2 separate regions of the Sus scrofa genome follow, and region 1 is linked to region 2. The links are chromatin contacts, called in public Hi-C maps. All regions are on one chromosome and are shown on one strand. Each heading gives the region's core, a stretch centred on a gene start, on an enhancer-like site or on the middle of the called end of the contact. The rest is flanking DNA. Distances are from core to core; before and after follow the strand shown.

Evidence for each region. Hi-C and Micro-C count contacts between places; a contact is called where the count stands out from the background.
Region 1: a contact with region 2 is called in a Hi-C map of retroperitoneal adipose tissue, with 9 times the contacts expected there. The contact joins two enhancer-like sites. A contact is called at or near these places in 4 of 47 Hi-C or Micro-C datasets (mesenteric adipose tissue, omental adipose tissue, retroperitoneal adipose tissue and 1 more).

Annotation. Positions count from the first base shown.
Region 1 is chr15:130,368,741-130,374,930 of Sscrofa11.1, reverse strand. No RefSeq gene overlaps it. Among named protein-coding and RNA genes, the nearest start is that of PID1, 160 kb to the right of the region's middle. Within about 2 kb of position 1,925, at least 10 of the 83 cell types and tissues checked have an H3K27ac peak or open chromatin away from gene starts, as enhancers often do. A contact at or near this core is called in retroperitoneal adipose tissue, where this site is marked.
Region 2 is chr15:107,322,099-107,327,907 of Sscrofa11.1, reverse strand. No RefSeq gene overlaps it. Among named protein-coding and RNA genes, the nearest start is that of ICOS, 25 kb to the left of the region's middle. Within about 2 kb of position 4,432, at least 14 of the 83 cell types and tissues checked have an H3K27ac peak or open chromatin away from gene starts, as enhancers often do. A contact at or near this core is called in retroperitoneal adipose tissue, where this site is marked.

The DNA.
Region 1 (6,190 bases), core at 676-3,175, about 23 Mb before region 2:
TAGGATATTACACGTGTGGGTGTGTTTGTGTATGTGTGTGTGTATAAATATATTGTGGGGGCTGGCAAGGAGAGATATAGTTGAAACCCAACTGATAAGCCAGATAAAATACCGTCAATTTCCACGATAGAGTGGTTTTTAGGGAATAAATGCAAAGGTAATGTTTTGTGTCTGTTTGATATACAATCAGATATCAAACATTCTTTTCCAGGAAAATAAAAATTTCTTTTTAAAGGAAGAACATTCTAGAAAATATATTCTCTCAGGGAGTCTGGTTCCCAATCTGGCTGAAACTTGATGTGAAGGAAAGTATTAACAGAAGAAAAAAAAACTATCAAATTGGAAGAGGAAAAGTGTATTAAATTATTTATATAAAATGTATTTGTTTGGAAGATTTACAAAGCTAAATTGAGATATTTATATAAAGGAGAATATTTTGCAGATTGAGTTACTAGAAACAGAATGTACTAAATGTGTCACTTTGGAAGAACATGTGTGGGTCAGCGAGGTATGTGAAGAAATGGGCTAGATAAACAGAGGCTGTCAAGATTCCGTGCTCTCAAGATCACAGCATACACCCGAGCCAGGACCTTCGTTTGAGCAAGTGGTTTGAGATCTCAATTAAAAAAAACAATGTCCTTTTTGCCCAGGAATGAAGTTCTCCCCTCAAGCTAATGATTTATAATGAGCAGAACCACCTGCAAATGAATTAGGAAGTAGTTAGGAGTAAAACAATAATCCTGCAAGTTTCCTCTTTGGAAATAGGATTTGGGGTGCATTTGGAAGGGGTTTGAGATGAGATGATGGATAGAGAAGGGTTTGGGTTGGAAATCAAAGAGATATTCCTTTCTACTGAAGTGCATCTTGGGCATGGTACATGATGGCCATTTATCTTGTCACTCATTGGCTCAAATAAGCCGGGTGGAATCCTGGCTTATCTGGCACTCTCTTTGGATGGAAGCGCCTCCAAGAGGATTAAACAAGATCTGGGTATTAAGTCAAGGCTGTAATGCTATTTTAGGGAGAAAGATATTTTTAAAGAGGGATTTGTGGCAGTCAGAGTAGTTGAGGAGCATGGGTTGGAGTGGTTATGTGGGAAACCTTGGAAAGAAGGTCTTGTTTGAGAAGTAGATGGAGCAACCTGACTAGAGTAAGCACACTGTCAGGAGACTAAAGCTCAGAATTAGTGCAGATCTGAGAAAATGAATAAGGATAGAGGGTGTGCATGTTAGGGGGTCAGAGCCAACGGGATGGACAAACTCCCACTGCTTGGGTATATGATGAGACTAACTGATAAGAGGAAGAAATATGATAAAAGTGGTCTGTTCTACAATCTCATCGTGAGATAGCAAAAGAAGTTTAAGGTAAGCAGGGAAATATTAAGAGCATTTAGGCACTTCAGATGGCTTCACTTTATAAGGACTAAAATTAACGGACCTGTACGTGAGCTCAGAGTCACTATCAGGAAATTTTGAACCATCTGACCCTGGAGGATGAAAGTAGGGCCAGGAGATTTGTGATGAACAAATGCTCTTCCAGTTTTGAAAAAGGAATTCTGCAAACTACACCCGGGCAAATCTGTTTTATTCCAGGGATAGCTTCTAAAATAGAATATTAAACAGATGGCTTGTGAGCACAGAGAAGAGGAAGCAGTGACTCACTAGGGAAAGTCATGCCAAACTCATAATCATTCTCTTTTTTTATTACATACACTCCTAGATTGGTGGAACAGGAAACATCGGGGGAAACCTTTGGAAAAGACTGCCTTAATTTCAAAAGAGCATTTGCCAAGGACTCTCATGATACTTTGGTAAACACCATCACGGACTCTTAGCTGGCTGTTGGGACCGGCAGGTGAAATTGTGGCTGGCTGAAGAAGAGCTTCCAAAAAGGGTTGATTAATAGGGTGATCTCAACAGGAGGCAATGCTAAAGAGGACCATCACGTGGCTTGGTTCTGGGCTGATTTCAGCTTTGCTTGGCTCAGGACATAGAAGGCCACATAAAATTTGCAGATAATCCAAAGCTGAGTGACAAAAAGGAGCTACACCGACAGATGCAAGAGTTGAGATTCAAAATTATTTTGACATCTAGCACTTTAGGAAGACACCAATGAGATAAAATTTAACAAGGGCAAATGTAAAATTCTATACTTAGAACTTTGTGGGTACAGAATATTAATGACCTGCCCACATTTCAGACCCCTCCGGCTCTAAGTCTGACTATAGAATCCACACGTCTGCTTTTTTCCCCACTGGCATGCCTCTTGAATTTTCTTGGCCCTAGGTGAGGATGTAAGAAATCTTTTATCAGTATTTCCAGCCATGCTGTTGGACTAGCTCTGTAGTTCATATTGGAATTCTTACCTTGACACAATGTCCATGATAACTGAGCCCCTTACTGTTATCCCAGACCCCACGGCCCTGCTCTCCATCTCTCACTGGCTTTGTCCCTGAATCAGTTGCTCAACACCTGGCCATTTGGATCTTCATGACATTTGATGTTAGGAAACTCAGCAATCTCCCTGCACAGGCTCTGCTTCAATAATTATCCTTTATTTTGGTTTCTGTTTGGGTTTCTGATTGGGCTTCTGTTTGCAGTATGTTATTTCTAAGTTTGACACAAGATCTGAATGCACTTCAAGCACTTTCCTCCCATAGACTGCCTGGAAAGAGAGATTTAGACCCAAGGCATAAAAGTGATCAGCTAGGTTGAGGTTGAAGTTGAAGTGAGGGTCTCCAAAGAAGCAGGGGTAGAGAACATGAATACGAGAGCTAAGAACTGCAGTCTGAGGGAGATCAAGGGAGTCATGGTGAAAGAGGAGACATCAAAAAGAAAGAAAAAGACAGCCAGAATGGTGCGAGGCCAACCAAAGGTGACAACTCCCAAGAGGCAAAGATGTGGACATAAGAAAGGATTGACCAGTCCTGCTAATGCTGCCAAGATGTGGACCAGGATAAAAGACCTGAAGTATTTTACTGGATTTGTCAAAAGCTAGGTGACCAATGACATTGGCAAATACAGCTTCTTGGGGAGAAATGGAGGAAAAGGTAAATTGCTAAAGGTTAAGACGGAAGAGGTTTGGAGAAATGGACATGGTAAGAATCACTTGTACTCTCGAATAAAGGAAAGAGAATGAGAGGGCAGCAGCTAGAAAGGGGTAAAGGGTTAGATGTGTGAATGTGTACTCACAGTCAGGTTAGGTGAGGGAGGAGGGGGTGTATGTGTACTCACAGTTGTTTACATATGGCTGGGAAAATGGTATCAGAGGAAGGAATGGAAGAATCACCAAAAAAAAAAAAAAAAAAAATCAAGCAAATGTTACTCCTAAATGCTTTACCATCAGTACCTCTGGCACTGAAATATAAAATTGCCCTCTGGACATCCCCTTCCCACTACTTTTTTTTTTTTTTTCATTTTATGCTTCTCCTTGTCATTTGTCTCTTATCCCCTCTCCTCTATCTCTCAGAAACCAAATAAGTGTCTAGAATGAGGTGAGATAGCATAGTGTGGGCAGAGCTAAGGGGTAGAGTGAAGGAAGGTTTTCTACTTTTACCAATTTCCCCATTTATCGCCCTCCACATCTCTCTCCCCCTGAATCTTAAGGTTCTGATTATAAAGAAATAAGATGGAATTTGTGCCTTTTTTTATTGTCAGTGTGGGTGCTGTTTTGCATTTTTGTTAAAATTATTATTAGCCTTGAGGGCTGATTCTCTTTTATCCCATTGTCTAATGTTCAGTTGCATATCTTTGCTTTTCTTTTCCTTTTTTTTTTTTTTCCTTTCTGGGCCACACTGCAGCATATGGAAGTGCCAGGGCTAGGAGTTGCATTGGAGCTACAGCTGCTGGCCTACACCACAGCTCATGGCAACGCTGGATCCGAGCTGAGTCTGTGACCTACACCAGAGCTCAGAGCAACACGGGATCCTTAACCTACTGAGTGAGGCCAGGGATCGAACCTGCATCCTCACGGATACTAGTTGGAATTATTTCCACTGAGCCACAGGGGAACTCTTGTGTTTCTACTTTATTCATTCAGTACATATTTGTTGACTCTTGGCTCTTGAAATTTGTAGTCGAAGACGACTACGGTGGAGGATGCAGAGCATGGCACCCTTCATAGTTCCATCAATGAAGGCACGAGGAAAAGAATTGCATGTAGCTTCCCATCCATCTGTGATGGAATAAGTGGTAAGAGAAAGGACCTAAGCACCTTTATGGCCATTACTTTTTGAATGTTTGTTACTGCATCCCTTTTAATCCAATAGTGCAGTCAGCCAAAACTTTGTGTATTGATTTTTATGGCTCTAGTAGGCTTGGTCAATCAAAGTGCTTGGCCTGGCTTGTTTCCGTTACCCTGTTAGTTCATAGTTCTACTGCATCCTTTATCTTTCTCTTCTGAACTTATGCAGTGTGATCAGTGAACTCTAGGCTGGGTCTTGGAACTGCCAAAACATTTGAAGTTGAGGCAGAAAATCTGACTGCACATAGGAGTAATCCTGTCATTTCTCTTTTTGGTGGGGGAAGAAAGCCAGCCAGTTCTTTAGTTCACTTCCTTAACTGGCATTCACGCCTCTGCTGCTTTCATGATCCTTGGTGGTAAATGTTGCAAAGAAATATTTTCAAGTTCTGCAAATTTTTGTGCTTAAAGAAATTGCTTTCTAGTTTTTTTTTTTTTTTTTTTTTTTTTGGTAACAAAGATTTTGATGAAGTCCATCTCTGCTGGGCTGGGTGCCACAAACAAGAGTCAACATGAGAAAAATCATTAAAGCTAAGTGTAATTTGGGAGTTCCCATTGTTGCATAGTGGAAACGAATCCAACGTGTATCCATGAGGATGTGGATTCAATCCCTGGCCTCGCTCAGTGGGTTAAGGATCTGGTGTTGCTGTGAGCTGTGGTGGAGTTTGCAAACATGGCTTGGATCTGGCGTTGCTGTGGCTGTGGCATAGGCTGGCAGCTGAGGCTCCAGTTCTAACCTAGCCTGGGAAATTCCATATGCTGTGGGTCCGGCTCTAAAAAGCAAAATAAATAAATAAATAAATAAATAAGGTGTAATTTCTGTGGATAGATGATTTAGTGTCTTTTCTATGCACGTATTGGCTTACTGATTTGTAAGGATTCCCTCACACCTACCAAACTGATCAAGGATCATCTTATTTGAAAGCCTTCTCACTCAAATCTGGAACAAGACAGGGATGCCCACTCTCACCACTGCTATTCAACATAGTTTTGGAAGTCCTAGCCACAGCAATTAGACAAACAAAAGAAATTAAAGGCATCCATATAGGAAGAGAAGAGATAAATCTGTCACTGTATGCAGACGACATGATACTATACATAGAAAACCCTAAGGACTCAACCCAAAAACTACTTGAACTGATTAATAAATTCAGCAAAGTAGCAGGATATAAGATTAACATTCAGAAGTCAGTTGCATTTCTGTATACCAGCAATGAAATATTAGAAAAGGAATGCAAAAATATGATACCTTTTAAAATTGCACCTCACAAAATCAAATACCTCGGAATACATCTGACCAAGCAGGTAAAGGACCTATATGCCGAGAACTATAAAACTTTAATCAAAGAAATCAAAGAAGATGTAAAGAAATGGAAAGATATTCCATGTTCCTGGATTGGAAAAATCAATATTGTAAAAATGGCCTTACTACCCAAAGCAATCTACAGATTCAATGCAATCCCTATCAGATTACCCATGACATTTTTCACAGAACTAGAACAAACAATCCAAACATTTATATGGAACAACAAAAGACCCAGACTTGCCAAGGCAATCCTGAGAAACAAAAACCAAGCAGGGGGCATAACTTTCCCAGACTTCAAGAAATATTACAAAGCCACAGTCATCAAAATAGTGTGGTACTGGTATCGAAACAGACAGACAGACCAGACCAATGGAACAGAATAGTGAACCCGGAAATAAACCCTGACACCTATGGACAATTAATCTTTGACAAGGGAGGCAAGAACATAAAATGGGAAAAGGAAAGTCTATTCAGCAAGCATTGCTGGGAAACCTGGACAGCTTCATGCAAAGCAATGAAATTAGAACACCATGCATGAAAATAAACTCAAAATGGCTGAAAGACTTAAATATAAGACAAGACACCATCAAACTCCTAGAAGAGAACATAGGCAAAACACTCTCTGACATCAACATCATGAATATT
Region 2 (5,809 bases), core at 3,183-5,682:
TCCCCAGCTAGGCCTGTGGTGGTGGTGGTGGTGGTGAGGTTTTGTGGCACAAGCTTTCTTGGTGGGTTTTGTTTTGAAGATGCAGATGTTGTTTAATTACCTTTAAAAGAAAAATCATTTCAAACTTTCTCTTGCTCCAGCTATAAGAGTTACCAAAAAAATTACAGCTATTCCTTTTTACGTGAGCTCCGAGCTGAATATAGAAACAAGACAACTAACCTGAAATGTGAGAGAAGAGAGCTGTGAGAAAACTAAATGCAAAACTTGACATTATTTTCATGTCTGAGGTGGAAAGTTTTCTCATATTGTCTCGGTGGGAAAAAGTCCCTTGAAGCTTTCCTTCTTGTCAAGCACCATCCATAGCAATAGAGGAAGAGAAAAAAAGAGCAGTCACTTTCCCCAAATAGTTTCCAAGTTGACTGGCCTGTTGGATACACTTTGTTTCACAGTGGCAATGTTTCCCTAAATACCGCCAGAATTTAAGGGAGTATTATCAGTTCCTCAAGGACATAAATTACCCAAGACGGATTCTAGAAGTTTCTTTTTGATGTCCCAACTGTGCACAAACTAGACAAAACCTACCTGTCTAGTTCATGGAGATCTAGTGTGAAAGCCCCACGGGCAATGCTACTCCAATTGCCCAGAACTGGAACCCAGAAATTGTTAAAGTAACCATAAAGGATTCAAAATATCCACGGAAATCCCTGTGTGTATGCCGGCCTTAAGTCAAAAGCATGGTGCCTGAAGCAACATCCTAATTGGTCAGATGTCGGTACACGCCCCATCAGAGGCGGGCAGTGATTGGCAGGTGAGGAAAGCCAGAGGTAAGACAGCAGAGTGGCAGGAGAACCTGAGAGGGAGCAGAGAAAGGACCATTGAGGGATGAAGTGAAAGGAGAGAGAGAACTGTGAGAAGGAAAGCAGTTTTCTAAGATTTAGCACGGGAACTTATTTGTTGAAAACATCCTACTCCACCTCCCAGGCTTACTTGGTTTTTTTAAAGTCTTCTATAAGAGGGCACCTCTGAAACTGAGAACTGATCTACAAGCTCCTCAAATTTCAAACCTCCTTGTTAGTCACCCAATGACTTGGGGTTTTGTTTTTGTTTCTGGGTTTTGCTTCTGTTTTTGTTATGTCCCAGTGCTGCTGGGGCTATGATTACCTTAATATGTCTACTTTTACTACATTTGACCTTTTATTTATATTTGTATGCAAAAATTAAAGAAATTTTGTAGCAGTAATTAAATGGAAAGCCAGTATTACCTGCCATATGTAAAAGGAGATGACATAAATAAAATAGAAACAATGCATTAAATTCTAGCCAGAGAGAGAGTGTGTTTGAGATTAGCAAATGTTAAAGAGGTAAAGATATAACAGCACTGAAGGAGACTTGTTCTTCAATGTAATCAAAGAGAATGAGAGTTGAAATGGGAAAAACTAGTCTCACTTTTGAGACAATGTTATTTCATGCCATGTCCAACTACAATCTGAACTCATTTATTTCTTATACCCCCTAAAACTAGTGGTATTCATCCCACACTTTGGAAACCACTGAGGGTGAGAGCATTTTGTTTTCTAAAAAAGACCTTGCTCTTTATAAGTTAATACATTTTTTCCTTAGAATAGCCACCAGTATCATCAGACTGAAGTCGACCTGAGTCCCCTTCTAGGAGTTAATCACCTCTGGGAGTTCTTAGAGTTTACAGAGAAGTCTAGTTCAGAGCTGGGAGAAGCACCACCCCAGAGAAATACTGTGAAGTAGTCTCTGGGCCACTGGATGATATCCTGTCACTGCATCTTCCCCTGAACTAACCAATATGGCAGCCTTCAGACACACGTGACTACTGAGTACTTGAGAATTTGTTAGGCCAAATGGAGATGCACTGTCAGTGTAAAATACACAGTAAATTTTTTTAAAACAGTGACAAAAAAGAAACATTAAAATAATGAACAATGAGTAGATATTGAAATGATAATATTTTTGATATATTGGGTTAAACAAAATATGTTGCTAATATTAAATTCACTTGTTTCTTTTTAATTTTTAAATTACTTTATTTTGAACCAGTTTTAGACTTACAGAAAATTTGCACAATTATAGGGTTCCCAAATGCTCTTCACCTAGCTTCCTTATAACCATAAAGCAATTTCAAAACCAAGAGATTAATGTTGCTAGAATACCATGAACTAAACTGCAAATTTCAAAGCTTTTTCCCACTGAGGTCCTTTTTTGTTGTTGTTCCTGGATCCAATCCAAGGTACAACAACAAATTTAATTATCATATTCCCTTAGTCTCCTTCATTCTATGATGGTTCCTCAGTCTTTCCTTGTTCAGATCCAGAATTTGAACTCAGGGAGAATTCCAGAGCCTGAACTTATAACCACTACACTTTCTAAAAGTCATGGCATCAGTTCATTCAGATTCCACCACTCAAGATTTACCAAGTATAAACTCAGTTTTAACTTTTTTTTACACAACATAGAGTGGGAGAATTGACATTTGTTTAAGTTTCCATACAATGTGCTAAGATTTTAACATGCATTATCTCATTAAATGCTCACAATAGTTCTATTATACAGATAAGAAAATTGAGGCTCAAGAAAATAGCATCTGGCAGAGGCTGGGTGTCACATATTTAACTATCTTCCCATTATACTCACACATGCTCTAGTTGGCTCAGCTGTGTAAGTGCTTCATTTCATCAGCTTTTTAATATTTTAATAATTTTGACAAGTTGGTTCTCTAAGGATTCTATCCATCATCGGGTTTTATGATAATTGACAATGACCCTGATGTTCAAAATGGAGCTGCCTGTGATCAAATACAGAATCCATTGGATTCATCAATACCCACTCCGGTGGCTGAATGACAGAATCTTCTTTAATAAAAGAGTAGAACTAGGCACCACTTCCTGGGTCTGTGCTGCTCCAGTGGAGACAGGCAGAGTGTGACCCAAATGGAATATTCCAAGGACTCCTGAGCCCAAAGCAGGTGTTCTGTTTGTTCAGTCGGGTTGCCCTTTATTTTAAAGGTAATGAGGTGATTAAAAAGAGTCCTGTGTAGTTAAACATACTTATATAAGCTGTGGGGGTGGCTGATAAATATTTTTAAGTATTAAAAATATGTCTGCGTCCTTTTTTAATGTCCCAAGTACTAGAGATTTCCACAATTCCCAAATATAGCCACTAGAGGGTGCTGCCAAATCATACTTAAATCACAAAATCAGCAGCTGAATAAATAAATGCTTTTGTCCTGTTTCTGCAATCAAAACAAAAAAGAAAAAGAAAAAAAAAAGAAATTTCCATACGCATGAGTGCAATTCAGTATAAAAAGGGGCAGGATTTTTTTTTTTTTTTAAACAATGCACAGTACAGGCCCATCAAGCAGCAAAAGCAATGAATTCCTGTACTGCCAACAGATTCAAGTAAATCTCGGTAAGAAGTGATAGACAAATTGATGTAGTGATACCTTTGCTTGAATTGTTCTCTTAGAAGAATTTTGTATTTGCATTGAAGGAGATGATTGCCTGAAAAGCTGTGCACTTTTTGTCATGCTTTGCTTTGGGGGGTAGTGAAAACGCTTCCACACAGAGATTTGAGAAGGAAACTGAGATCTCCTTGGAGGACTGCAGTATCCCAGTGAGGGCAAGAAAACCAGCTGATATTGATATGCATCTTGTCAGGCTCAGGCTGAGAACAGAGCATGACCCCAGCACCTGCTGGGATATGACCTGAACCACCTGAAGAGAATAGACAGTCAGGAGGCAGGTTTGCCCCAACTCACTGTGAACATACGTTCTGAAGTTCATTGTCAGACCCATGTTTGGAATTGAGAGAAGTGTGAAAGATGATTAGAGTCTTCAGGCTGCCAATCAAATTCTATGCAATCTGTAGGGCAGATTTTATCAGGAGGAGAGGGGAGCAGCCTGCACTGAGCACTTATCCTATACCACCACCCCATATCTTACCCTATTTTACTCTCAAGGCAAGTTTAAGGTGAGTATTATTATCTCATTTTGTAGATGACTGGGATCAGACATAAAAACTCCCTCAAAGTCCTATAACCAGCAAAGTCAGAGATAAGCCAGATGAACTCAAAGCCTGTGCCCTTTGACTTAACCCACTCCTATACCTAGTGCATGCTTTCCGTGTACCAGATACTCTTCCAAGTACGTCACGCATCATTTCATTTACAACCACAGTAGGTCTAACAAAGAGGTACTGATGCTGTTATTGACATTTTAAAGGTGAGGCAACCAAAGCTCAGAGAGGCTAAGATGTAAAATAGCTGCAAGGTGACTTCCATGAATTCCAAACCAGGCCATGAAGTTCCAGAACTGTTGTTGTGAAACAAACCGCCACCCAGGGCCCCTCAGCAGGCACTCAGATGTTGGCTGAGTTACAAATCCTCAGACCAAAGGCCATGACTGCCTAAAGGGAAAGGGTTTCTCTCCCTGTACACACCATTAGATTAAGTAACGCTTGCTTGGAGCGTATTTGCTGGGTTCCTCTTTTCGTGCTTTATATTTATGATATCATTTGGTTCTCACAGTAGTCCTTGGAGAAAGGAATAGTATCTCCATGTTTAGATGGGGATACTTGTGCCAGAAAGGTTACTTAACCTACCCAAGGATATGCAATTAATAAATAGCAGAAGTAAGACTAAAATGTAACATCTGTTTAACTTGGAAGGATTTTCATGAAGTATTGTTGAATAAGAAAAGCCAAATCCCAAAAAGCACACACATTGCATTTATATAAAGAATTACATCAACACGGAAAAAAAATAGAAACAAACATCTTAGGTTGTTAATCTAGGTTATAGGAGAAGGTGTGGTAAGGATGTAAAAAGTATATACAACACGTATTTTTTTCCATAGGTGAAAACTATGCATCTGTGTGAGGATAGGTACATAAAGTTATACAATTTAAATAAAAATTATGACAAATAAAAATAATTAAATAAGTTAATAGATATTTGATAAAAGTCGGTAGCCATTTTTGGTTAAAGCTCTTAGAACAAACACTTTATGGATCTGTCTTTCTCATCCTGGATTATTAACAGAAATCAAAAGTAAGCATGATATTTAAGTTTAAAACTCTGAGTGTATTCGAGTTAGAGTCAGAAACAAGACTAGGAATCCAACTATTATTCTCTATTATTCAACATTGTTCTGGAAGTTCTAGTTCATGCAATAAGGACAAAAAAAAAAAAGAATTAAGAAGGTGAAATCTTTAGAAAGGAAGACACAAAATTACATGTGCAAGTAATTCTGTTATAAAAGAAAAAATACACATATTTTTGTCAATACAAAAATGCCTTCACACAACATAGAACCAATCCTAGATACCATTATTATTTATTTATTTAATTTTGCTTCTTAGGGCTGCACGCAGGGCATATTGAAATTCCTATATGGGGGTTGAATCAGAGCTAGGGGCCAATCGGAGCCATCACAGCCACAGAAACATGGAATCCAAGCTGCCTCTGTGACCTACACCACAGCTCGCGGCAATACCAGATCCTTAACCCACTGAGTGAGGCCAAGGATCAAACCCACATCCTCATGGATGCTAGTCAGGTTCATTACCACTGAGCCACGACAAGAACTCCACTAGACACCACTTTTAAATTGGCAAAAATTAACGTTGGTGCCATTTTAACTCCTTTACCACCTATCACCTGGTAGTTCCTACCCCTCCAAGTCTTGGGGCTGTTATGTTTCTCTAAGCTCCAGGTGGTTTTTAAGGTGAGTTCTAGAACAACAACAGCAACAGCAGGGAGCTCTCATCTCTAGAAAGGGGGGAA